2 separate regions of the Cricetulus griseus genome follow, and region 2 is linked to region 1. The links are chromatin contacts, called in public Micro-C maps. All regions are on one chromosome and are shown on one strand. Each heading gives the region's core, a stretch centred on a gene start, on an enhancer-like site or on the middle of the called end of the contact. The rest is flanking DNA. Distances are from core to core; before and after follow the strand shown.

The links. A called contact is a pair of places that touch in the nucleus more often than the background predicts.
Region 2: a contact with region 1 is called in a Micro-C map of the CHO-K1 cell line, with 4 times the contacts expected there. The contact joins the enhancer-like site here to the promoter of Gjb3 in region 1. A contact is called at or near these places in 5 of 8 Hi-C or Micro-C datasets (the CHK-Q cell line, the CHO-K1 cell line, fibroblasts and 1 more).

Annotation. Positions count from the first base shown.
Region 1 is chr2:25,697,106-25,701,385 of CriGri-PICRH-1.0, reverse strand. It overlaps Gjb3 (gap junction beta-3 protein), which reads right to left and starts at 1,539. Exons shown (of 2, transcript XM_027399332.2): 1 at 1,007-1,539.
Region 2 is chr2:25,768,895-25,773,524 of CriGri-PICRH-1.0, reverse strand. No RefSeq gene overlaps it. Among named protein-coding and RNA genes, the nearest start is that of Smim12, 15 kb to the left of the region's middle. Within about 2 kb of position 2,899, at least 2 of the 6 cell types and tissues checked have open chromatin away from gene starts, as enhancers often do. A contact at or near this core is called in the CHO-K1 cell line and fibroblasts, where this site is marked.

The DNA.
Region 1 (4,280 bases), core at 290-2,789:
TTTTCAGAGAGGCATGGGAGGGCCGGACAGGACTGCAGAGTAGCTAGGTTGCAGTGCACTTCCTCAGCCTTGCTGCCTTCCACAGGGCCTGCCTTTTGAGAATCTCCGTTCTGGACAAGATGGGGATGACTGGGAAGCCCTAGTCCATGAAGACCCTCACAGGTTTGCTCCCGGCATTTTCTAAGCCCTGGCCTCTATGGAGGGCCATGGATTAGCACCTGTATTCTGACCTCCGCACTGCCATTTACTAGCTGGGGGACATCCAGAATTCTGTAAAGTCGCTAACCCTGTTCCTTATCTCCTATCTTGGGTTGCTGCAAGAGTCGGGAGTTCCCTGGTCAGCCTGCTCTTCCTGGGAGTGCTGAGAGAATGAGCGGGAGGAGAGGGGTTCCTGGTACTGGTACCCTCTAAGGCTGCAGCAGCCCCCTCTAGGGCTCCCCATTCTTGGTGCAGGCTGCGTAGTCCCTCCTAAGACACACCCGGAGACAGACTCATCTGCAAAGAATTTCCCGCCTAGCCGCCTACCCAGTGCCAGGGACTGGTGGAGCCGGTTCTGGACCCACCGTTGCCCCCCAACTCCAGCTGCCAGAACAATTTAGGTGCAGGACCTAGCCTCTCCATCTCTTGCTTGTCTACCCTTCACTATTGTCTGTCCCCAAAGGCAGAGCTCCCCACTTGGGTCCCGGGCCCCTTAGTTTCCTTCCATTCTAGGCAGCTTGGGAACTTGCAGCTGGGACGGGGGCGTCCTTCAGAGAGAGAGAGAGAGAGAGAGAGAGAGAGAGAGAGAGAGAGAGAGAGAGAGAGAGAGAGAGAGAGTCTGTGTGTGTGTTGGGGGTGTTGAGCAAGCAGAGTTGAGTTAAAGTGCCTCTCCACTGCCCTTCTGCAGCACTCCACCCCCAGCCTGGCGGCGTGGGCAGGCTCCAGTCCAGCCACCAGAGGATCTCCACAGAGAGGGGCGCTCAGCCGCCCGGGATTGTCGCCGCCCCTTCCCCTTCCCAGTACTTACAGTCAGTTGTGCCGCCACCGTGGGTGGCTGGTCCCTGGAGCCCAAGACCCACAGCAGAAGAGGTTCGAGATCGGAGCCAAGCCCAGCTCTGTGGCCTCAGTGAGGCTCCTGGATAGCGCAGCCAGAGGCCGCGTGGAGGAGGGGCGGTCGGGGGCGGAGCCTGGAGTCGCCTCCAGGGGTCCTAGAGTTCTAATCCTGAAGCAGCTGAAGCAGCTGCGTTGACCCGGGAGCCCCAGGCTGCTTCGCAGAGCCTCGGCTTGCTCGAGCGTGGAATGGGGGCATTGATGGCCACTGGCAGGGCTGTTGCAAAGGCTGCAATAACATTAGGGCGTGAAACACCTTGCAAACTGTTAAGTGCAGGCAGGAGGGATGGCAATAAATGACTCGCCCACAGCTGGTTACCACGGATACCTGGCCTGCGCCCTGCCGGTCTGGATCACAGGTCTCAACCCTGCATTTGGACACTGTGGGCGGGCGGGGCGTGAGGCGGAGTGGGGGAGAAGGGCGGTGCTCTTGCCCTGCTTGTGTGCTTGATGACAATCTCCAGGGACCCAGGTGTATCTTTGTGACAGTCCTGCGGGGCTCACACTCTGTGCTGGCAGCCGGAAGGTACACAACCCGGAAAAGAAATTTCAGGGGAAAAGGTGGTGCTTGGAGCGATTTCAGAGTACCCAGTCTGTCCGAGGGTGTGTGGAGCAGGGGTGGGAGGCAGAGCCTGTGAAGGGTGGAAGCCTGTGGTTGAGGGACTCCTAAACTGAGCACTGGGAACCAGGAACACTTAGTCTTACTTGTGTGCCTGGACTGGGGTCCTGAAAGCCCCTAAACGCCCCAGGAACGGAAACCCAGTGTTTCCTGGGGATCCCCAGATCTTAGTCACAACCCTGCCTGAGGCTTCACTGTCTAGACAGAGATGACTGTTGCCCGACCCTGGTGACTATTATCCCACTTGCCGAGAGTGTACCCATAGGTGCCACTTCCAATCTACAAAAGGCTCCCATTGTTAGGAGGATCCATTACCGGGCCCTCCTGTTACCCAGAGGGATTCCCGTGCTCCCGAGCTGTGCTCTTGGGCCAAGACTGCTTCTCCTATGTACTGCATATCACTTTTTTTTGTTTTTGTTTTTGTTTTTTGTTTTTGTTTTTCGAGACAGGGTTCCTCTGTGGCTTTGGAGGCTGTCCTGGAACTAGCTCTTGTAGACCAGGCTGGCCTCGAGCTCAGTGATCCGCCTGCCTCTGCCTCCCGAGTGCTGGGATTAATGACGTGCGCCACCAACGCCCAGCTACTGCATGTCACTTTTACAGCATACGAATGAAATATCTCTGATCGTTTCTGCACTTAAAGGAGAAGATGGAGTGATGTGCTCGGGGCCACATGGAAGAAGTTACAGAGCCAGCTCCAGAGAGCTCAGTGCTTAGGATGAGGCTATCTTGTACTTGATGTGGGTGCGGGACTGCCCTTAGCCAGCACGTGGCTGGACTTTCTGGATGGCTCTGCTAATGTGCCTGGGTGACAGTGGGGATCCCTGCCCCTGCCACCTGCTGCTCATCACCTATTCCCCTCCTACAGTCAGAGGGAAACCCCTGCCCACTTTCCAACCCATCAGAACATTTCTGTCCCTGATGTGTCACTTGAAAAGGCTTGTCAAGGTCACTTCCGATCTTCATAAGGCTAAATCCCACAGTCATAAATCTCTGACGTTCTGAAGCAGCTGCCACAGTGGGGTCACGCCTTTCTTCTCAGAGCAACTTCCACCTCCGCTTCCTTGACACCCTCTCAGTTTCCTCTACTGTGGGTGCTCTGGGCCAGGCCTAGGCTGGGCTCACCTCCCGTCCCAGGTGAGCGCACCCAGTCCTAGGGCCCTAGCACACATTCACTGACACGTTCACATGTTCATCCATGGCTGGCACTAACAAACACCATTGTGCAACCAACGCTTCCCACACCTCCACCATGGCTAATAGGTTCTGGTTTTCTTTCAAGAATAACCTGTGCACGGTCAACTATAGAGAAGCCTTCTATGACCCGTGGAGGGATGCTGTGTGCGCTACTATATGCTTTGAGCTGTTCCTCTCTGTAGACAGAGGGTTCTTTTTTTTTTTTTTTGCCGCTTTTCGTTTGATTTTTTTTTTTTTTTTTTGAGACGGGGTTTCTCTGTGTAGCTTTGGAGCCTGTCCTAGAACTAGCTCTTGTAGACCAGGCTGATCTCAAATTCACAGAGATCCACCTTCCTCTGCTTCCTGAGTGCTGGGATTAGAGACATGCACCACCACAGCCCGGTTCTCTGTTGTTGTTTTAAAGAGATGAATTGTGTTTATACTAGCATATATTCTAAGTTGCACACTGACAGAAATTAAGGCTGCTTCCAGCCCTTCCTTTCAGGGCTAGGCATGTGTGGAACAGTTGGCAGAGCACTTACTGGCCCCTCCCTCTGTCTCCTCCCTTCCCTCCCTTCCTCTTTCTTTCCCCTCCCCACCTATCCCTTCCCTCTCTTGCTCCTTCAATTGCAACAAATCTCCTTGAACAAATATTATTTGGGCTTTTTCTTCTCCGTGTGTGTGTGTGTGTGTGTGTGTGTGTGTGTGTGTGTGTGTGTGTGTGTTTGCACATGCACGCACACGTGTGTCTGCACACTCAAATGTAGGAAAGTGCATGCCTGCTCCTGAGTCTAAGTCAGAGGACAATCTTTAGTGTTAAGTCCTCAACTTCCACCTTGTTTGCGACAGGGTCTCCTGTTCACTGCTTTGTAAGCAGGCTGGCTGGCCCCTAGCATCCAGGGAGTCCCCTGTCTCCACCCCTCATCTCAATGTAGGAGTACTGGGATTACAGATGCTGCAAGCTATTGCCTGACTGTGTATGGGTCTAGAGGATCTGAACGAGGTCCTTATGGTTGCTCTGCAAGTGCCTTCTATACTGAGCATGTCCTCAGCCCTAACTCATTTAAAATCGTGTCTACGGGCTATTCCTGGAAGTGATGCTTTTGGGCTAAATTGATATGTTGTTTAATGTTTTGATAGACACCGCCAATCCCTCTCCATGGATGCATTGGTCAGCATTACCATGACACATCATGGTTTGTTTTCCCCAGTCTTTGCCATGAGAGAGCATTACCAAATTTTATGATTGTTGCTACTTTGTATGTCTATTTTGTGTTTCTCTTAAGAGACCCTAGTCTTTGAAAGTGTTTGAAGAACCATTTTGTTGATGGGTTTGTTTCTTCTTGTAAACTTCCCTTTGCCTCAGTCCATCTCCTACAGGTAACTGCTTTTTATTATT
Region 2 (4,630 bases), core at 1,650-4,149, 71 kb before region 1:
CCTCATATATAGTCACTGTCAATAAATTCTGAATGAAGGGGCAGGGGAGGGGGGCTTGAGTGGTACTGGGAGGGAGAGGAACCGGGCCTGAGTGCAGAGACAACGTTAGGGAGCAGGGCCAATGATCTGTGTGTTAAGGGGCCAGCAGTATGGCATGAGGGCAGGAAAAGCAGTGTTTGCCTGCTGCAGTTTGTCATCCCCAAGACAAACTGCTGGCTTAATTTTCCAAGGGGAAGTGGGGCTTGGGCAGAGGGCTGTATTTCCCCACTGGGTAGGACCTGGACCAGGCCAGCCCAGCCAATGATGAATTTGACCCTGATGACTCTGCAGAGGGGAACAATGTCCTCAGGAAAGCATTCAGGAAACCCTTCGTGTAGTGGTGATCAAAGCTCCACAGCAGCTCAGCAGGGTGGATGGGGAAACTCCAAGGAATCCAGCAAGGACCTGGGTCACAGCCCAGGGATCCACCTAATGCACTTGCCAGGTGGTGCTCAGAGACCCAGAAGCTCCCAGCAGCCTCTGGGCTAAGGAAGTCTTGGAAAGTCTTGGGGATGCCTGTCTGGAAAAGCCTATGGGAGTTGGCTTGGAAGGCCTTGACTTTTCTTTCATCTTCCCCCTCTAGCTGAGATTCCAAGAGCTGGGACAGGCTGGCAGGTGAGGCTGGGAAGTGGGGGGACTCTCGGCCAAAAGGGTAGACTTTGGAGTCTCTGTTTCACTAAGAAGCTGAAGTTAAGTCTGGCATGACGGTACACACCTGAAACTCTAGCACTCGGAAGGTGGGAAGCAGAGGGATCAGGAGTTCTCAGTCAGCATGAGACTCCATCTTAAGAAAGAAAAAAGAAAGGAAGGAAAGAAGAAAAGAAAGAGAAGAGAAGAGACAAACCCTGAGATTACATACAACCCAGCAGGGAACATCTTTAGGATGCATGAGGCCCCACATTAGATCCTTAGCAAGAGCAGAAAAAAAAATAGAGATTTCTGCCCTCCCTTCAGTGACTTCAACTCAGCAAGTATGGGGCCAGGCTGTGGAATTTTCTTTCTCACCAGGCAAATGGAGCAGTGGTAGAGTCTGAAGGTAACACTCACAAAGTCCTGGTTTTGATCCACAGGACCAAAAAGAATTCAAACAGCAACAACAACAAACCCAACTCAACAAGCCAAACTGGTATAGTGATTGCTGTGTTTCTCCAGAACCCTCCTTCCATTCATCCTGAAGAATTCCAAGAGCAGAGACAACAACGGGCACTCACTGATTCTCCTCAGGCTAACAGAGGAACTGAGGCCTGGACAGGAAATGGCTCACCCAAGATAACACGGGAATCTTGGCAGAGTCGGTCCTAAGCCTCACCTCCCTCCCCTTCCCAGTTTGCCACTTGTCATCACACCAGCCAAGGTCAACTCTGGCCTGCAGAGTGGTTGACATGACAAAGGGACACCCTGAGTGCCTGCCGACTGCCAGGCACTGCCACAGCCTCTTGGCTGGCATTATTACCATCTCTCCGACTTAGACCTGCTGCAGGCTGTAGCTGCTTTTCCTGCCTCTTTGGCTTTTGTTTCCCAGTCTGCACACAAAAGACCTACTCTTGGGGTAGCTCTGGTCCTTTGATGCTCTCCAAGCTGTTTCCCAGGGCTCAGGCTGGGTGGCAGGTCATGGTCATTCCCACAGATGGAAGTCCTGTGTGTTTATCATTTTGTCAACTGACGACTGTTTAGCTTGTTCTTGTTCCTAATGCCCTGTCCTGGCTGCCTCTCACGTCATGTGACCTATACTGGGGCTTTGGTGGGCTCAAATCCCAGCCCTTCTCTTAAGCTTTCCAGAAAGAAAAATCAGCTCCTGAGTTAGTCGGCTTTCGCTCAAAGCCCAGAGCTACCACTTAGAGCTGTGTGCCCTTTGGCCAGCAGCTTCATGTCTCAGTATCTAAATCTGTGTGTCCAATGGGGGCAAATACCTAGCTGACCTCATAGCAGAGTGATTCCAGGACTAAACGCACAAGGCCTTTGGATCATATACTCCAAGTTTGCAGTTATGAGAAGTTGGTTAACCTGATTAGCGTCGCTTAGTAGCATTTAGCCACACTTTAAGACCATCACCTGCCCCTGGTTCTAAAAGGGGTGCCCAAGTATAGAGGGAAAGAAAGGCTGCAGCAATGCTGTGGCAGGAGGAGGGGGGCTGGGGAATGGTCGGGACTCCAATTTCAACCTAAAGCCTGTTGGCCACTTGTGTCTCTGCCCATTTTACTGTCTCTCCCCCACCCCATCCTTTCTGCATTGTGTGGTAAGCTGCCACCAGCACTTCCTAGTCCCAGCAGAGTCCTCAGCATCCACACAGCCCCACCCTAGTTGGCTAACCCATTGACTCACAGGGAGATGGAGATTTCTGGAAGATGTGGGGAGGAGGGATAGGATGAGCTGAAGGGATTCTGGCTAGTTTGTATGGTTCATGAAGCTGTAACCCAGTGTGGGGCTGAGCTGGGAGTATATGCAAGAAAGCTCCAACCCCTCTTTCTTGTGGCTCCCCAGACAAATCAGAGGTCCTTTGGCTTGCTAGGCTTCCATAACAAAATGTTGTTGACCAAATGGTTTAAACATCAGAATTTTTTTTTTTTCAGTTTGGGGACCTGGGAGTCCAAGATCAAGATTCTGGCAGCATCAGCTTCCCTCCTTGGCTATTTGTTTTAGGGATTTATCAATTTATTTTCTATTTATATGTATGTGTGTGAATCTGCATGGTTTATGTGCACTATTATGCATTGGAGACTCTGGGAGAGAGTATCGGATTCTCTGGAGCTCGTTGTGAACTGCCATGCGGGTGCTGTGGACCCGACCTGGGTCCCCTGCAAGAGCAGTCAGCATTCTTAATGACTGAGCAATCTCTTCAGCCCCTTGTTTGGTTTTTGAGTCAAGGTCTTGCTATGCAGCCTAGCTCGAGGCCTCCTAGACGCTGGACTTATAGGCATGAATCATTGGACCTGACTCAAATTCCTTTTATAAAGACGTCAAATCACGATCTGGGCTTGGTAGTAAAAGCCTATAATCCCAGCACTTGGGAGGTGTTGGTAGGAGGATTGGGAGTTCTACTACATATCAAGTTCCCGGGCAATAAGAGGCCATGGTTAAAAACAAAGAAAAAATTCGACAAATAAAGGATGAACCTACTGTCACAAACCTGTAATCCAGTTACTTCGAGAGCTGAGTCAGGTGGATCCTGAGTTCAAGGCCTACCTTGGCAAATAGGTGAGATGCATTAATAAAAGACCCAGAGACAGATAATGGGGTTCAACCTGAAGATCATGGAAGCAAAGCAGCCAGGCTACCAGAGAGCTCTTACCTCTAATAGGACTGGGGCATTCCCATTCTCAACGTGGCTGGAGAATGAATGTCCTATACTGAGACCTTGCTTCTGTTTTATAAACCTCTCATGAGTCATGGGATTAAAAGTGTGAACTATAATTCTCTCTTAAACTGGTTCATTCTTGTGTAGATCTGGGTGGCCTTGGACTCACAGAGATCCGTCTACCTTTTAATTCCAAATCCTAGAATTAAAGGTGTGTATCACCACCTCCTAGCTTCTGGCTGCTGGTATTAAAGATATGCCTGGTTTCTATGCTTGTGGCTGACTTTGCTTTCTGAATCTTCAGGCAATAAATCATAAATAATATATCACTACAATGCCCTCTCCCCAAAAAAGGAGTTTGGAGAGATGGCCCAATGTTTAAGAGTGCACACACTGTCTTTGTAGAGGACCTGAGTTTAGTTCATTGTACCCACATCAGGTGGCTCCCAACTGCCCGTAACTCCTCCTCCAGGGTATCTGATGATACCTTCTGGATTCTGGAGCACGCGCGCACACACACACACACACACACACACACACACACACACACACACACACACCACACACACACACACACTTAAAATCATTTTAAAATAAGTTGGGGGCTGGTGAGATGGCTCACTATGTCAAAATGCCTGAGCTGGACCTGACTATCTGGGTCCAATCTTTAGGACTCCTGTGTAAGAACACAATGTCAAAATCTGCCCTAGCTGAGGCCACTCTGCTCTGAAGCAGTCTCCTCTCCCCCTTTCACACACACTGTCTGGCACCCTACTGAGACATTGTCTGTGAGTCTAACAGACTTATTGGTGCCAGGATCTCTTACCTGGGGAAGTGAGTTTACATCAAAAGGGATACTGGTGGTCACACATCCTGCTCCCCACCCCATTCCCTGGCTGCAAGCTCTGGCTGTGAGACCTTCCTCATCCTCAGAAAGGCAGGAGAGCTTCCTGCTGCTGCCACATGGACTATGATTCCTCTCTCCAGAGTCCCTGCCATGCTGTCTCTGGTGCTTGGGCCTAAATTCTCCTCTGATCCCTGCTGTGTTTTTGCCCCTCTGCCTGTCTGTCTGTGCATGGAGCTGTTGTTTCTAATATGCCCCAGCAATGTGCTCAGTGTCCAGCTTTAACACCCATCACCAAAAATCTTTCAGCATGGTGGGAAAAGAGTTGACTTGTGCAAGTTGTACTCTGACTGCCATGCTCTCTCTCTCTCTCTCTCTCTCTCTCTCTCTCTCTCTCTCTGTCTCTCTCTCTCTCCTGTCTCTCTCATACACACACACAAAACAAACAAACA